Regions from separate parts of the Sus scrofa genome. Here regions 1 and 3 are each linked to region 2. The links are chromatin contacts, called in public HiChIP or PLAC-seq and promoter capture Hi-C maps. All regions are on one chromosome and are shown on one strand. Each heading gives the region's core, a stretch centred on a gene start, on an enhancer-like site or on the middle of the called end of the contact. The rest is flanking DNA. Distances are from core to core; before and after follow the strand shown.

The links. Promoter capture Hi-C pulls out the DNA fragments that hold promoters and counts their contacts. HiChIP or PLAC-seq counts read pairs in DNA pulled down with a chosen protein or histone mark.
Region 1: an H3K27ac HiChIP or PLAC-seq map of skeletal muscle shows a contact between it and region 2. The contact joins the enhancer-like site here to the promoter of ZNF503 in region 2. A contact is called at or near these places in 1 of 5 promoter capture datasets (fetal skeletal muscle), 14 of 47 Hi-C or Micro-C datasets (brain, embryonic fibroblasts, epiblast stem cells and 9 more) and 1 of 2 datasets of contacts at active chromatin or transcription factors (skeletal muscle).
Region 3: a promoter capture Hi-C map of fetal skeletal muscle shows a contact between it and region 2, with 19 times the contacts expected there. The contact joins the enhancer-like site here to the promoter of ZNF503 in region 2. A contact is called at or near these places in 1 of 5 promoter capture datasets (fetal skeletal muscle), 14 of 47 Hi-C or Micro-C datasets (brain, embryonic fibroblasts, epiblast stem cells and 8 more) and 1 of 2 datasets of contacts at active chromatin or transcription factors (skeletal muscle).

Annotation. Positions count from the first base shown.
Region 1 is chr14:79,465,186-79,469,861 of Sscrofa11.1, forward strand. The region is part of intron 18 of KCNMA1 (potassium calcium-activated channel subfamily M alpha 1); the gene reads right to left. Among named protein-coding and RNA genes, the nearest start is that of KCNMA1, 640 kb to the right of the region's middle. Within about 2 kb of position 2,131, at least 3 of the 83 cell types and tissues checked have an H3K27ac peak or open chromatin away from gene starts, as enhancers often do. A contact at or near this core is called in fetal skeletal muscle and skeletal muscle, where this site is marked.
Region 2 is chr14:77,925,594-77,930,157 of Sscrofa11.1, forward strand. ZNF503 (zinc finger protein 503) reads right to left here and starts at 3,161. Exons shown (of 2, transcript XM_021073148.1): 1 at 2,086-3,161; 2 at 1-1,352. The coding sequence starts at 2,388. It overlaps LOC106506044 (a long non-coding RNA gene), which reads left to right and starts at 3,827. Exons shown (of 3, transcript XR_001301017.2): 1 at 3,827-4,564.
Region 3 is chr14:79,048,757-79,053,098 of Sscrofa11.1, forward strand. It overlaps LRMDA (a long non-coding RNA gene), which reads left to right. Exons shown (of 6, transcript XR_002338559.1): 6 at 2,618-2,784. Among named protein-coding and RNA genes, the nearest start is that of KCNMA1, 1.1 Mb to the right of the region's middle. Within about 2 kb of position 1,270, at least 8 of the 83 cell types and tissues checked have an H3K27ac peak or open chromatin away from gene starts, as enhancers often do. A contact at or near this core is called in fetal skeletal muscle and skeletal muscle, where this site is marked.

The DNA.
Region 1 (4,676 bases), core at 881-3,380, 1.5 Mb after region 2:
CAAATAGCCTACACTTGTTGGGCCAGATGACAAATGTCCATCTCAGATCAAGGAAGCATCCAACTGAAATGATGGGCACCACATGAGAAGGGAGGGTCCCAAGGCTTGATTGAGACCAGAGGTGCTGCGGATCAACTGCTCATTTCTGTCTGGATGGGATGTGGAGGCAGGATGCACACAGCCTGTGCCTTCGCTCCGCCAGGCTCACTCCAGCAGCTTTACACCATCCTGGTCTGATACTAATTCAAGACAAGGCCCAATCGCATCACAACAAATTAGCCACAGACACACGATAGCAATCAACTCGGGGGGCTGTCCTGAATACGGGCTGGGGGATTCCCTGTTCTCTAGGAGCTGCACGCTCCCACAGATGTTTCTAAAAGCCTCCTCCCCGAGGCCCATTTAGAGAGAAATTAAATGCAACTTTGACTTAATTAACGTTTTAAATGATAATGAATACAATGTAGATTCATAGGAGGCATTTACATTGTGTTGTAAAATTGATAAAAATTTAATAACTCTTTGTTAATAAGTGATGTCTCCCCAGACCCATAAAGCCTAAGGCGCTGCAAACTCCAGCCTGGGTCTAATCCAAGCTCCCGGTGCAGGTGGAGGAGGGAAGCAGAGGTGGACTTGACATTTGCTCCCAGCCTGCTCTAATTCAAACCTCTGCTTGTTCATCAGTACTTTATTTCATACAGTAAAGGTCAGGATTGGAGCTCAAGGCACAGCCTTGACAAGAAGGCTCAAGTGAAAGGCGGGCTGGCCCTGGCATCTGTCGCCCGAGATAGCAGAGGAGCGGGGGAGATGGAGCGCTAACTGGCCACATCTGTCCTCCACCACGGAGGTAAGAGGCAGAGTCCACTGCCCGGTGGTAGGAGCTGTCAGGGTGAGTAGGATGACAACCGGCCACTGTCCTGAAATAAAAATGCAAACATAATTTCCATGTCACCTTGCATAAGGGCTCCTGCTTAGCTTACTTGTGGCACGCCAACGTCTTTTCTGCTTTGTCCTTGAAGAGCTCAGTCACTTATTAAAGTATCAGATCCCTGGGAAGGGAGGTGTTCAAGCGATGGGGGTTTGCACAAAGCCCCCTTTCCTCTTTCTTACCTTCTACTTTTTGTTTCCCAGCTCTGTTTCAAAAGGCCTTCTTTTGAAAACTTGGCTGAGGTTTGCCTACTGGTCCCCTTCTCATTCATCTACATGTGGTACCTCTTCATAGAGCACGGATATTAAAGAATTCACAGGACTATGCTGGAGGGGGAGGGGCAGGGAGCAGAGTACCATGAGATCCCAAAAAACATTTTTTCAAAATAAAAATGTGGGTTGTTGGGAGCTCTTTAAAGAGGGGCAATTAAAAAGATGCTTTTCAAAGGGAAATCTTGCCTAAGCACGATGGCTGCCTTACAGTGTGCTGACCACCAGAGAAGCACACAGGAAGGAAAACCTGGCATCAACCCCTGCTCAGTGTGGTCCCCACAAAATCCAGGGAGGGGCACTGGCTTCTGCAGCCTTGTCTCCTACCAACCAAAGTGCCTTAACATGCCCTCCCTGGCCCATCATCCGCCTCACGGAATGATTAAATGCCTTCCTGCTTTCACATCCTGCAATGAAGGGTGAATGGCTAAGTCAGGGCACACGGGCCAAGGCTAAAGAACTCGGGCAGAATCCAAAAGCTGCTCAGTGTTGGCTATCACGGATGTTGAGAGAGAGACACCATACCAGCAAAGCACCAGAAAATGGAAGAAACTGCGGACCCAAGATGAAGGGGCTTTAAAAAAAAAAAAAAAAATATATATATATATATATATGGGAAACTATGATGAAGTTGGTTTGGGCCGAGTCTGCTCTGGCTGTCCTCTATCTTATCTATCGCTGATGGTGGTGGTAGGGAAAGAGAATCTTTGGTTTCAGGATCCTGAACAAAATCAACAAATGAGATTTCGGACTGGGGAGCCTGAGGAAGTCCCCCCAAAGTATACATACAGAAAAGGACTAAGATAATTATAGGCTGTTGCTTTTTAAAGACAGCTTATGAAATTAAATCTCCCTGCAACAGGCACTAGGGACTGTCCGCAGAGGGTGTGTCTGATTATAGACACTTTCCTAGAGCTATTTCCAGCCCCTGCCCTCATATCTGATTTTATGTACTTCAAAATGCCATTAGTTCAGTCGAGTGACTTTAGTTCTATTGACAATGTTAATTCCCTGCCTGTACAAACCAAAGGCTACCCAGGATAAGCTGATTTTTGTTTATTATCTGACAAGACTCAAGATCACACTGAACTGATTTTGGTATGGTTCCCTTCAACCTAATCATATTGGACTTCGCCCTCGCCCAAACCACTGGAGCTGAATGCCCTCTTGTATTATATCTATACCCGAAATAGAAGTCCTGCACAACTTAAAATTAGCTACAGTAGTTTGCAAAAGGGTGTATGTAATTGTGCAGGTTTAAACTATTAGTAAATTGAAAGGTTGGTGTGAGTGATCACACATGTCCTTTAGCGAAAACTATTTCCAAGTGCAAGTCTAAAGATCTGTTTCTCTTCCAGCACGTGATTAATTTGTTCATGCCAGGCTTACTGACGGTTTGTGGCCAGCATCACATCAGGCAGGTCTCAGCAGGTTCGAATCAATAGGGTCCTACGTTGTCACTGCATCATAATTTTAATTGTCCCTTTCTATTAGACTTAGCAATCAGATACCAGTCAAGACTGAAACAACCAAAGTAAATTCTGAACAGAGAAAAGGTACTCATTTACCAAATTATATGGAAGGGAAGTGGAACAGATTAGAACCTCAGTCTTTGTATATGCGTTTGCCTATGCTGCTGGACAAATTATATATATATATATATTTGATGGTCCTAGAACATAGCTGCTTGTGAAAAGTCTGGGGCCTACACCATCTCAGCATCTTTTAAAAGAGCTGGTACTTTTGCTCAGGGTCATTAGAAGTAGAAACAAAATTGGGGAGTTCCTGTTGTGACTCAGAGGAAACGAATCTGACCAGCATCCATGAGGACACAGGTTCAACCCCTGGCCTCGTTCAGTGGATTAAAAATCTGGCGTTGCCTTGAGCTGTGGTATAAGTCACAGACACAGCTCAGATGCCGAGTTTCTGTGGCTGTGGTGTAAATCAGGGGCTGCAGCTCCAGTTCGACTCCTGATCTGGGAACCTCCATGTGCCATGGGTGTGGCCCTAAAAAAAAAAAAAAAGAAAGAAAATTGGCAAGATCAGAAAAGGAGGCTATGTACACCGATTCTAGCCACTGTGCTAAGTGATTCAGTCTTGCCAAAAGCAGTCCTGTGATGAATCCTACCTACCTGGTCATTCTCTGCCTTATTTATCTGACACTGCTTTTTAAGTCTTTTGTAAAAGAGTCCCCCTTCTCTGCAAATCTTTTTGTCAACCCAGTGTTGCCTTACATCCCCATGAGTTCAACAGAAGGAGACAACTGAGAGAAACATATGTGACTTAACGTGACAAGGACGTGTAACAGGCCACACCTCCGAGGAGAGGTACACAGGGCAGGCAGGCCCTGCTACGAAAAAGGCTGATTTCTAAAACTGTGCGAACACTTTTAATATATTGCCACTCCTCTGGGAACTGGCTCCTTCTCTTCCCACTTCAGAAAACATATAATGGGACTTTGTGTTTCCATTTAACGTCCCCTGAAAACGGAAATCTTTCCCCTTATGAGAAAAAAAAAAAAAAAAAAGTAGTAAAGAGTAGACGAAAGGCAAAAAGCGAACGAGTTAGGCAGTCTCCAAAGTACACGGGCTCAACTGGGAAACTGCGACCAAAGCAAGCTCCATAATAATATAATGACCTTTAATGAGTGTCTTGGGAAACAATACAGCCCTAGCATAAAAGACAAAGGGCAAAACCCATCATGGCTCTGCTGACACTAATTCAAAATGATTTTCAGAACAACTAAAGAATGTAAGAGAAGTAATCTGATCCGCCCATCTGACCTCACTTTGATTCAAGGGCCCTTCTCCTGCCATTTCTAATTGTCAAACCCTCTACGTTTCACATCTGCTCATATTTAATGAAAAGCCCACTCTCACCACGGCTCTTTGAGGCAACCAGCTCAGCCCAACAGGCACCACCCAACCCCACCCCCAGCGAGGGAAGCCCGGGGATCGCCACTGGAGTTCTCTGAGGAATTCTGCATAGACGTAGACATTTTTTTAATTGGAGGAGAAGGGCTTGCGTGGGCCCACGAAGGGGCTCACGTTGGAATGGATTTTTCTAACTTATTACGAATGGTCAAAGGTGAGCGGACGCACACAGGGATGGATGAAATCTGCTTTTGTTTGATGGAGTGACAAAGGTGGGGAGACTGATGAAACAGAGGAGACACCCCCCCACACCGCCCCCGAGCTGTCAGTACCACTTAAGCCTTCAACATACCGCCCAAAGCTCCACATTTTCCATGGTGGGGCTGATGCCGGAGGGGTAGAAGGACACCAATCCCATGGCCAGAATGTTTCGGAGAAGATGGGATGACCTCACCCCCAGGTTTCCTTCCCCTGGCCTCCATCAACACTTGGATTAAGTTGCAGGGCTGAGAAGTACCTCCAATTATGGTTTCCCCCAGATCAAATGGCAGCTGCACACACAGGGTATCGTGGGCCTCTTGCAGGGGACACAAAATTTGCTGTGAT
Region 2 (4,564 bases), core at 1,911-4,410:
GACAGCAGTTTGTCTGTCCCGGGGAAGGCCGTATGGGTCCGCAAGTGGCTCAGCAGCTCTTCGGACGTAGCGAAGCGCTTGTCACAAGGCCCGTTGGCCGACACCCAGTTGCAGATGTGGGGGAGTGGGTCGTTAGGGAGCATGAAGCCGTAGGGGTAGAGGGGGTGGCCGGCCAGAGAGGGCGGTGTAGCGCCGGCGGCGGCTGCAGCGGTTAGCGATGAGTGCACACCGTGCAGCGGGTGTGTGGGGTACACCAGCGGGTATCCGGACTTGAGAGCCGCAGCCGCCGCGGCTGGATCGTGAGCGCACGATGCGCTGGCTGCCGCTGCCCCAGCCAGGTGGCTAGCGCAGTGGTAGCTGAGGCAGTACGGGTCCCGGCACAAACTGGCTGTCATCACGGACGGCGGCGACGCCCCAGCCAAGGGGCTCGAGCCGGCGGGCTTACTGCAGCCCAGGGAGCCCGCCGCGGCCGCCGCCAGCTGCGCCCCCACCAGGCTGCCGGGCTTGGTGGGGTCGAGCGCCACGCCGTGTGGCAGGAACTGGGGCGGGTAGCCGGCATAGGCCCCAGCCAGGCTGCCTGGGTAGGTCATGCCTGCGGGAGGCAGAGGGAACACAGTCTGGCCCGGCTTGTAGGGCGATACGGGGGCTACCAGCCCAGAACCCAATACCGAGGAGGAGGTTGGCGCGCTGGGGCCCGAGCCCGAGCTGGAGCCCGATGAGCCGCCGCAGTCCGAGCCTAGAGCTTTGCCCCCGGGGCCCCCATCTGGGTGCTGGTTCACGTCCACATTAATCCCGCCGCCACAGCTAATCCGGCCGTGCGCCAGCCCCGTGGGTCCCCCTTCGGCCGAGGTGCCCCCAGAGCCCTTGCTGCCGCCACCGCCGCCGCCTGCCTCTTGGTCCTTCTTGTCGTCCTTGCCCTCCGGGCCGCCCCCGGCCGAAGGCAGCATGCCTCCTGGCGAGCAGGCCGAGGCGCTGGAGCTTGGGCTGCCTGTCCTGGGCGTGAATGGCTGGCAGGTGGCGCTCGGTACCCGGAATCCGGATTTCTCCGTCGAAACCCCCCCGCCGCCGCCCCCGCCGCCCCCGCCTCCGCCGCCGCCGCCTCCCGGCTCCTTCTTATCCGAGCCCGGTTTGGAGTACGGCTTGAAACTCGACTTGTCCTCCACGCCGATGTCGCTTAGCTTGAGGGGGCCCGACTTTGCGTCCTTGTCGCCCCCGGCGCCGCCGCCAGCACCGCCCGCGCCGCCCCCGTTGGAAGCGACGGAGGAGAGTTTGGAAGAGGGCGAGGGGTCGGGCTTCCCGATCTGCGAGCATGTTTGGGCCAACAGCGCCAGCGGGCTCTTCTTGGCATCAAGCTGTGGGGTCAGACGTGGGGGGGGGGGGGAAACAAAGAAAGAAGGGGAAACCCTTTAGAATCCTGGCTTTTAGGTTTCAAACGCACCTCTGTAATGACCTGCAAAGATCCTCCCAGCCCCAAGGCGCAATTCTAGGCGACACCCCTTCTACATACACACATTCTTGCTTTTGAGAAAGGCGACAGCACCCTTCCCCCCCCCCCCCCAACCCCACCATCAGGATCTTCTCCGTCCTCTCAGGGATAAATGGATTTGGAAACAAAACAAAACAAAACAAACCGCACAAAATGTTTTGGTTTCTGACTCTTTGACCTAGAACTGTAGCCCTCTCCCCCACCCCATCCCTAATTCTTCCGAGTAAGGGCTAGGGCAGTTGGCGCCTTAGAGGCTGTGCACAAATAACCAGCTTCTGGGGAACCGGAGGACTGCGACTTTGGAACCAACCATATTTTGGACTCCAGTAGGTCTTCTGGGCTGAAAGTAAGGGGGCCTGAGTCGTGGAAGGCGTTTTAATACCAAAGGGAGAAACAAGTTTTGGCTGCCTTGTCTCTCAGCATTCACACCCCGTTCTACCTCCTCCCCCCTTTCCACCCTAGTTTTAAGGTGCGGGAGCACTATCCTCTCCCCCCATCCCGAAGCTGAATCACTCCGATACCCCCACCTTCCAACCCCCAGATCCCGAGAGCAGCAGCCGGGTGGTGGTCCCAGCGCGATCCGGGGATAGGGTCTTTACCTCTATGGGGCTGACAGGAGTGGAAGGCAAGGGCTGCAGGTATTCGGGGTGCAAAATGTGGCCAGTCCGTGCGGTCAGCATCTTCAGCACCTTGATAGGCAGGCGGTTAGCCTGGCGGAGAGGGTCAGAGGGGGGCACGGCGTGCACAAAAGGCTTGGTGCTGCCGGCCGGGGACGAGCCTGGGCCGGGGCCGGAGCTATTTCCAGAGAGCGCGCTGGTCCAGGCAGGGTCCGCACTGCTGCCGCCGCCGCCGCCGCTGTGCTTACTGCTTCTTAGGGCAGAAAGCGAGGGCGCTGTGCTCATGACCCACCCGCGCGCATGGGAGCAGCGGGGGGAGGGCTCCGCGAGGCGCGGGGCGGGCTCGGGGCTGCGCGCTCGCCCGGGGAGCAGGAGCAGCAGGAGGAGCTGGCGAGGCGGCCACCGGCGCCCAGCGCGCCTTCTCGGCGCCTGGAGCCAGAAGCGAATAATCCTGGGTGGCCCGCAGCGGAGCCGTGGCCGAGCGGGAGGAGCCGGCCCGACTGCGGGAGTGCCGGGTGGCTCGCCGTATCCGCCTCGGGCTGTGCCCCTGCGCTGCGCACTCGCGGCCCGGCGCTGGCGCTGCGCTCTGCGATGTGAGCCGCTGCCTGTCCAGCCGGGGCTCTGGCGAGGAAACTCACTTCAAAAGCAGCTGCACCGAGGGGGAGATTAAAGCCTTTGCCGCCTTCCAATCAAATGGGAGCCCGAGGTGATTGGAGGGTCAAGGGGATGTGACGCGTCCCGCGCCGCTGCTGCCGCCGCCGCCAGGACTCTCAGCACTGGTTTTAATGGGCAGCTCCCACTTCGCCTCTCCCCCTGCGTGTCCCCTCCCTTGATTTCGCTCGGAGGACGAGCTGGACATTTATTCTACGTTTGCTATCTGCCGCCTCCCTCTTTTTTCTTCCTCGTCGTCCTTCCTTTCCCCAGCTCGAGAATAAACTGAAACCTTTTGCAGGAGGGTGCGTATGAGGAATAGATTGAGGGTGTTCGTAAGGAGCTCCGGCAGGAATCTGGACCACAGCCGGACTGTCAACTCCAGGGACGCACAGGGGGCGCACACAGTAAATATTCTCTCCTCCTCCTCAGTAACTGAAATCAATTGCGGTGCGGCCGCCTGGGTAAGGAAAGGTGGGGAGCAGGCGTTGGAGTTGGTCCGGCTGCCCGCCCGCTTTGATTTCTTGAGATTCGGCGGCGGAGAAACCAGAAGTCAGGTGGGAAGAGGAGGCGGTGGAGGCACGTCTCCGCTGGGTGTGCTAGGCTCCCCGCCCTTCCCGGCCACGTGACGCCCGGGGATGCGCAGATTGGGGCAGGAGCGGGGGTCACATGTTTCCTCTGTTTCACACTCAGCGCCCCCCCCCATTCTTACTCTCCCCTGCCACCCTCTCTTCTTCTCCCCCCTCCCCACCAGTTCTTTGGGCATCTCCACCCCTCCATCAATTGTCAATGTTCCTCGACCGCAATCAATCAGTTATTTGTCAGCTCTTGTCAATCCGCCGGTGATTTATGTCAGCTTTTGTTGCTGATTACAAGGCGGGTGCGACTTGAAGGGAAAAAGAGGGAGAGAGAGACGGAGAGGAAGAGACCGAGGGGGAATTGGAAGAGGGGGAAAGAGGAGCAGCCTCCTGGGATGAGAGCTGGGGGCTCTAAGAAAAAGAATGGAAGAGGAGAAAGACGCTCAGTGTCGGGAAAATGAATAGTGAGAGTAAAGTGCGCAGGTGCGCCCAGGGCGCCGGGAGGGGTGCTCTGGCCTGGGGTGTGCGCCTCGTTCCTTTCGATATCGGAGATAGGTACACCCTTCCACCTCTGGGTTTCCTGTCCATTGGGGCCGCGGAGTTAGGAGCCGCTCCGGGTATCGAGACGGGCGGTGGCGACGTCTAACACGGGAGATTTCCACCCCTACCCCCAGCCCCCAGTCAAGATAGTCCCTCCTGGACGTGTAGCGTTCAGTCTTTAGGCTGCCCTGCCGCGGACCCCACCCCGCGTAGTGCCGGGACCCTAAACTCGGAGACTTCTAAGAGCCACACCACCAATATAACCTTGAGTCCTGGAGGTCAATGATGGGGTACCCCTAGCCTCAATTCTTTGACGTCTCCACAATCGTGGCTAGGGCTAGGAGGCTACAAAGAAGAGGCCTGACCGTGTGTGTTTGGGAGAGATACATTTCAGGCTCACTCATGCCCCCTCCTCAACCCTTCCTTCACCTTGCGCCATCCCCGCAGGCTAGATAGCCGGTGTTACTCCCCTCTGCCCGCTAGAATTTATTGGAACGCCGAGCCGGGACTGACCTGCTCAGAGAAAGCAGAAAGAAGGAACGAGAGAGGGAGGGAGTGGCTGCCTGTGGGAACACTGGCTCTTCCAGGGAAGCGGAGCGGGACTGCCGCGTTCCCCTCGATTTGCACCGTCACTCGGGCTGTTTGGAAGGAAGAGGGGAGGCGCTGTGCGCGACTCTGAGTACCTGGATCTG
Region 3 (4,342 bases), core at 20-2,519, 1.1 Mb after region 2:
AGAGCCACAGACAGTGTTAGAATATCCTTGGCATAATGTGGCTCTGGTATCTCTGTCAGCATCTCTGTTTTCTGTCACCGCACACAATCCTGGGCCTGTCTCGAGCCCTGACAGTGTCTTTTCAGATCAGGTTATTGCCAGCACAGAGACTAGCTCTGCTCCCCACCACACAGCCCCTTTGTTTGAAGTCGGCCCTCTTGTCATTAATGCACTTGATGTCTATTTAAATCTGAGGGCAAGTGCGGTATCTGTTTTCCCGTCAAGAGATCATTGACAATATTAATACCTCATGTCCTTGCCTCATTTTCCAAGCTCTGACACTTCGCCACAGTCTCCTGCGTTCATCAAACAGCCCTCTCCCACCAGGGTGTCTATAAACATTCTTGCTTCCTGGCCCCAAGGAACAGGGCCTGCCTTACAAAGGACTTTTATCAGTGCCAGCCAGGAAGAAGGGCTGGGGAGTGTGACTCAGGACACTTCACCTCCCTCCACATTAGGGCCCACGTTCAGGAGTATACAGCGTGTTTCTAGAAGGGCACCTGCTGTTCAGGTCAAGGTCTGCATGGAGAGAGGTCAGAGAAAAGAAATTCAATCCCAAGTGTGCAGGAAAGTTTCTTAGAGCTAATGTACCTGCTCGTGGGTTATGTTGTGTGTGTATATGTATGTGTGTATCTTTTCTTCTTTTACTCAAGAGAAAGCCTATGTTCTTTATAATGTCTGATAGTCCTATCCATTTCTTTTTATAAAAATTCATGCTGTACTGGTACTGGTAATAAGAAATTAATAGCCCTCGGTCTCATCCTTCCAGCTTCTTGAGGGTTTATTGAAAATCATTTATGTTTAAGGAAGCCCCTTGTGGATTTTCAGAAACTTCGAAGACACTCCCACCCAGGCCTGTAGGGATGCTGTGCTTGGAATGCAGCCCGAGCAGCTGTACCCACAGACCTGTCCTCACATTGGTGACAATATTAGCACAACTCGGGGTGTGACATACTTCAACACCATGAAGGGAACAGCTCAGTGCCAACAACCAAAACGAATATTTAGGCCCCAGGAAGGGTCTCAGGGAGGTTTCATCCAAGCTCAAGATTCCAGGCACCAGACCAATATTAAAAAGCAGAACTCGGGGACTGGGGGCCAAAGAGAAAGCACGGCCAATGGGGAGGAATGGTCCACAGAGAACTTGCTCAGAAGAACATGGCAGAAATAGAGGTGATGAGAGCACGTCCAAGGTTCATTCTGAGGCCATGGAGTGATGTCATCCTCTCTCCATTGCCAGCTTGCTGGGATTCTGTGACCCTAGCTGTTCCCAGCTTGTCCCAAGCCATCCAAACCAAGGAGCATCTGCCTTCTCTTTAAAACAGTCATTTCTGAGTCATTTTTAATCCTTGTTTAAGAGTAATATCTAAAGTTCTATCGTGGAAAAACATCTCCTGTACAATCCAGAGTATTCACTGTGTAGTACTTCTGATGTCAAGAACCTGCATAGTTTCAAGTGCTAATTTATCCCAAATGAATACTAGATAGTGGGTTGTTGGTTTCACACTATCAAGATAATGGGAAAATCATGTATATAGGTAGCTATTATTATAGACAGATTTGCAGATCATGAATTTATATTTTATGGACTTTGTTTTTGTTTTTGTGGTTATGCACACTTCAGAGATCCAGATACTACTAGCAATAAGACAACTCCGTGAAGCTGAATTTTAAGTTAGTTTTTCTAAAATTAGAAGAAAAATATCCAAGGTGACAAAGAAAGCAAATTGTAGTTACACATGTTTTCTTGGAAAACTTGATTTTTTTTTCTTAATAACCCTACACACAGCTTTCAAAATAATGCTGGCAGGTGATTTCTTATGGGTATTTAGTATGGAATATGGAGTTGATGAAAATGTTTGACCTTATTCTAGGGCTGTTGTTTACAGTTAAGTCTTACTACAATCTCCTTGAATGAGAGCAAAGCTATGTTTGGAGCCACAAAACTACTTAAAATAAAACTGAAGTTGAAAATCACAAGCATGCCAACCTGAGAATCCAGTTCAGGACTTCTGCTAAGAAGAGGCCATTTAATGTGGTGCCTCGTATAACTTTCTGTGTGGCATTTTGTCAACACTACCACTCTTTTTTAATCATCCATACTTTATGCCTCCTGTGATTTGGAAGCTTCTCTCTGGAAGTTAACAAAATTGATTCATGATAAAGCCTTTGAAACTAGTCACATTCTGGGAAGGCTGTTTTATATCTTTTGTTTAGGCAGGGCCCATCTTTAAACTCTTAATTTTCCATTTTTAGAAACTCCAATAAGGGAACTTGGAGAGAAGAGAGGACTGTGCTTTGTTTTGAGAAGTAATTGGCTGAACTAGAACATTCTCTGAAATGTGGAGGAGAAATCATGCAGGAAAAACATTATTCCTAGGACCCTGTGCTCTGGTCACATTTTGTTTGAATGTCAACCCTGAGGACAGAGAATAGGGTCCTTCCCTTCTGGGGCTTTAGTCCATTTGCTGCCACCCATTGGACCTGTGGTTGTGGTGTGTTTCCCCTTTTCAGCACCTGTGTTTTCCTACTATCCTAATTGTGCCACCTGTAATGATGTGTTTCCTTTTATTTGCAGGTGTCCTGGGGAAGTGTCGCTATGTTTACTATGGTAAAAACTCGGAGGGCAACAGATTTATCCGAGATGACCAGCTCTGAAGGCAAGTTCTATATGCCTTAGCCAGTGACCTAAGAGTGAAAGAAAAAAAGGGAAAGCAAAAATAAAGAAAAAGCTAAATAAAAAGACAATGGCCCACATTGCATCTCTGTGGGAAGGCTGTGACTTCAGCTTTTGGTAACTTCTGCTGACTTCGCTAGGCCTGTCAAGATCATCCTTCTGCCTTAGACTGAGTGGTCACATAGAGATTGACATGATTGCCCTTAAGCAGGTCTCATCCACCAGGGTGACAGACAGCAGTGGCGAAGCACCAGGGCTGACAGGATGAACACCATGATAGATTGCCTGGCCCCTCCACTGCTCACAGGGGAGCAGAGGTCACACCTGGGGCCTCCCTGAGCATGCTCAGTGGCTGCAGTCAAGTGAGAGAGACTGTGTCTTTAGCTTGCCTATTGAGTAGAAATCCTTCTGATACCATTATGCTGCGGGTTTATCGTTAGTGAAATAGTCAGAGCAAATTTAGAGGAAGGCTCCTCATCCTTTTTTCCCTTAAACCTTAACCTCTTGTATTTTGCATAGCCCCCTTCTGCCCCACCTCCATCACCCTTTAGCATCTTGATCCCAGGCAATGCATTTCAGTTGCTGTTTTTCAGAGAACAGAAGAGGTCAGTTCTTATCCAGGTCATATGATGACAGTGAGCTTCATGTTCTTATAGTTCGTGTATTGGAGTAAATTTCTTTTCCTAAATCCCTGACTATAAAACCCTGGACTTTATCATGTCTTGTTCATTTCCAAATCCACTTCTTGCCCTGAATACTATGCAGTGGCAGGCATCTTTCCAACACCAGGTTCTGGTTGTACCAAGGACTCTGAGTTATTTATGTATTTTTAACCACACACCCTCCAGCTATGTCTATGGCTATGTTTGTGTTTGGAGCTGGCCTGATCCTTTGGGTGGTATTTAAAGGTAGTGAGGTGATAAAAGATAAAGTGATAGGTTAGGAAGTGAAAAAGGAAAGTGAAGACTGTAGAAAACACCCCCCAGATCAAATGGTCTTTCATAAAAAGCATGAACCCTTTGAGTTTGCTATATTTCTCAGGACCTCTCAGAAATGAAATCCACAGCTTGTGAGGTGGTGTTTTTGCACCTTTGGCTGTATTCTAGCCCTCATGTTTCAAGGAAAATAAATGTGATCATACTGGTTGGGTGGCTGTAATTCCATTTAATGTTCCAGTACACCATTAGAGGATGTTGGAAAGTCTAGTTGCTCTTGACACACTACCATTTATTTTTGCTTTCCTTTAGACTAGGTGTTCATTGTCTCAGGTTTCCCAGTATCAGGTTAGTTTGAGGACAGCAAAATGTGAAAGAAGATCCTTCCCAGTTACAGACACCAAATGACCAGAGAGTTGCTAGGGTAAAAACATCTTTAAGGACTTGGAACCCCTGAGACACCCAAGAAGAACCTGCTCTCTCCATTCCAATATATATGGCCTTAGGCCTGCTGAGTCAACACAGTCCTTGAATGACTTGCTTTGGGGCTGGCAGGAGCCCCTCCTGTAGATTACACAACCTCTGGTAATCAGTTATTGAGACAAATTGAGATGGAAATCCTTAAGACCATTAATAAGTAGAGAATATGGCATGTTTGGCTTTATCTCTCAAACCCATTAATAACCAGAGT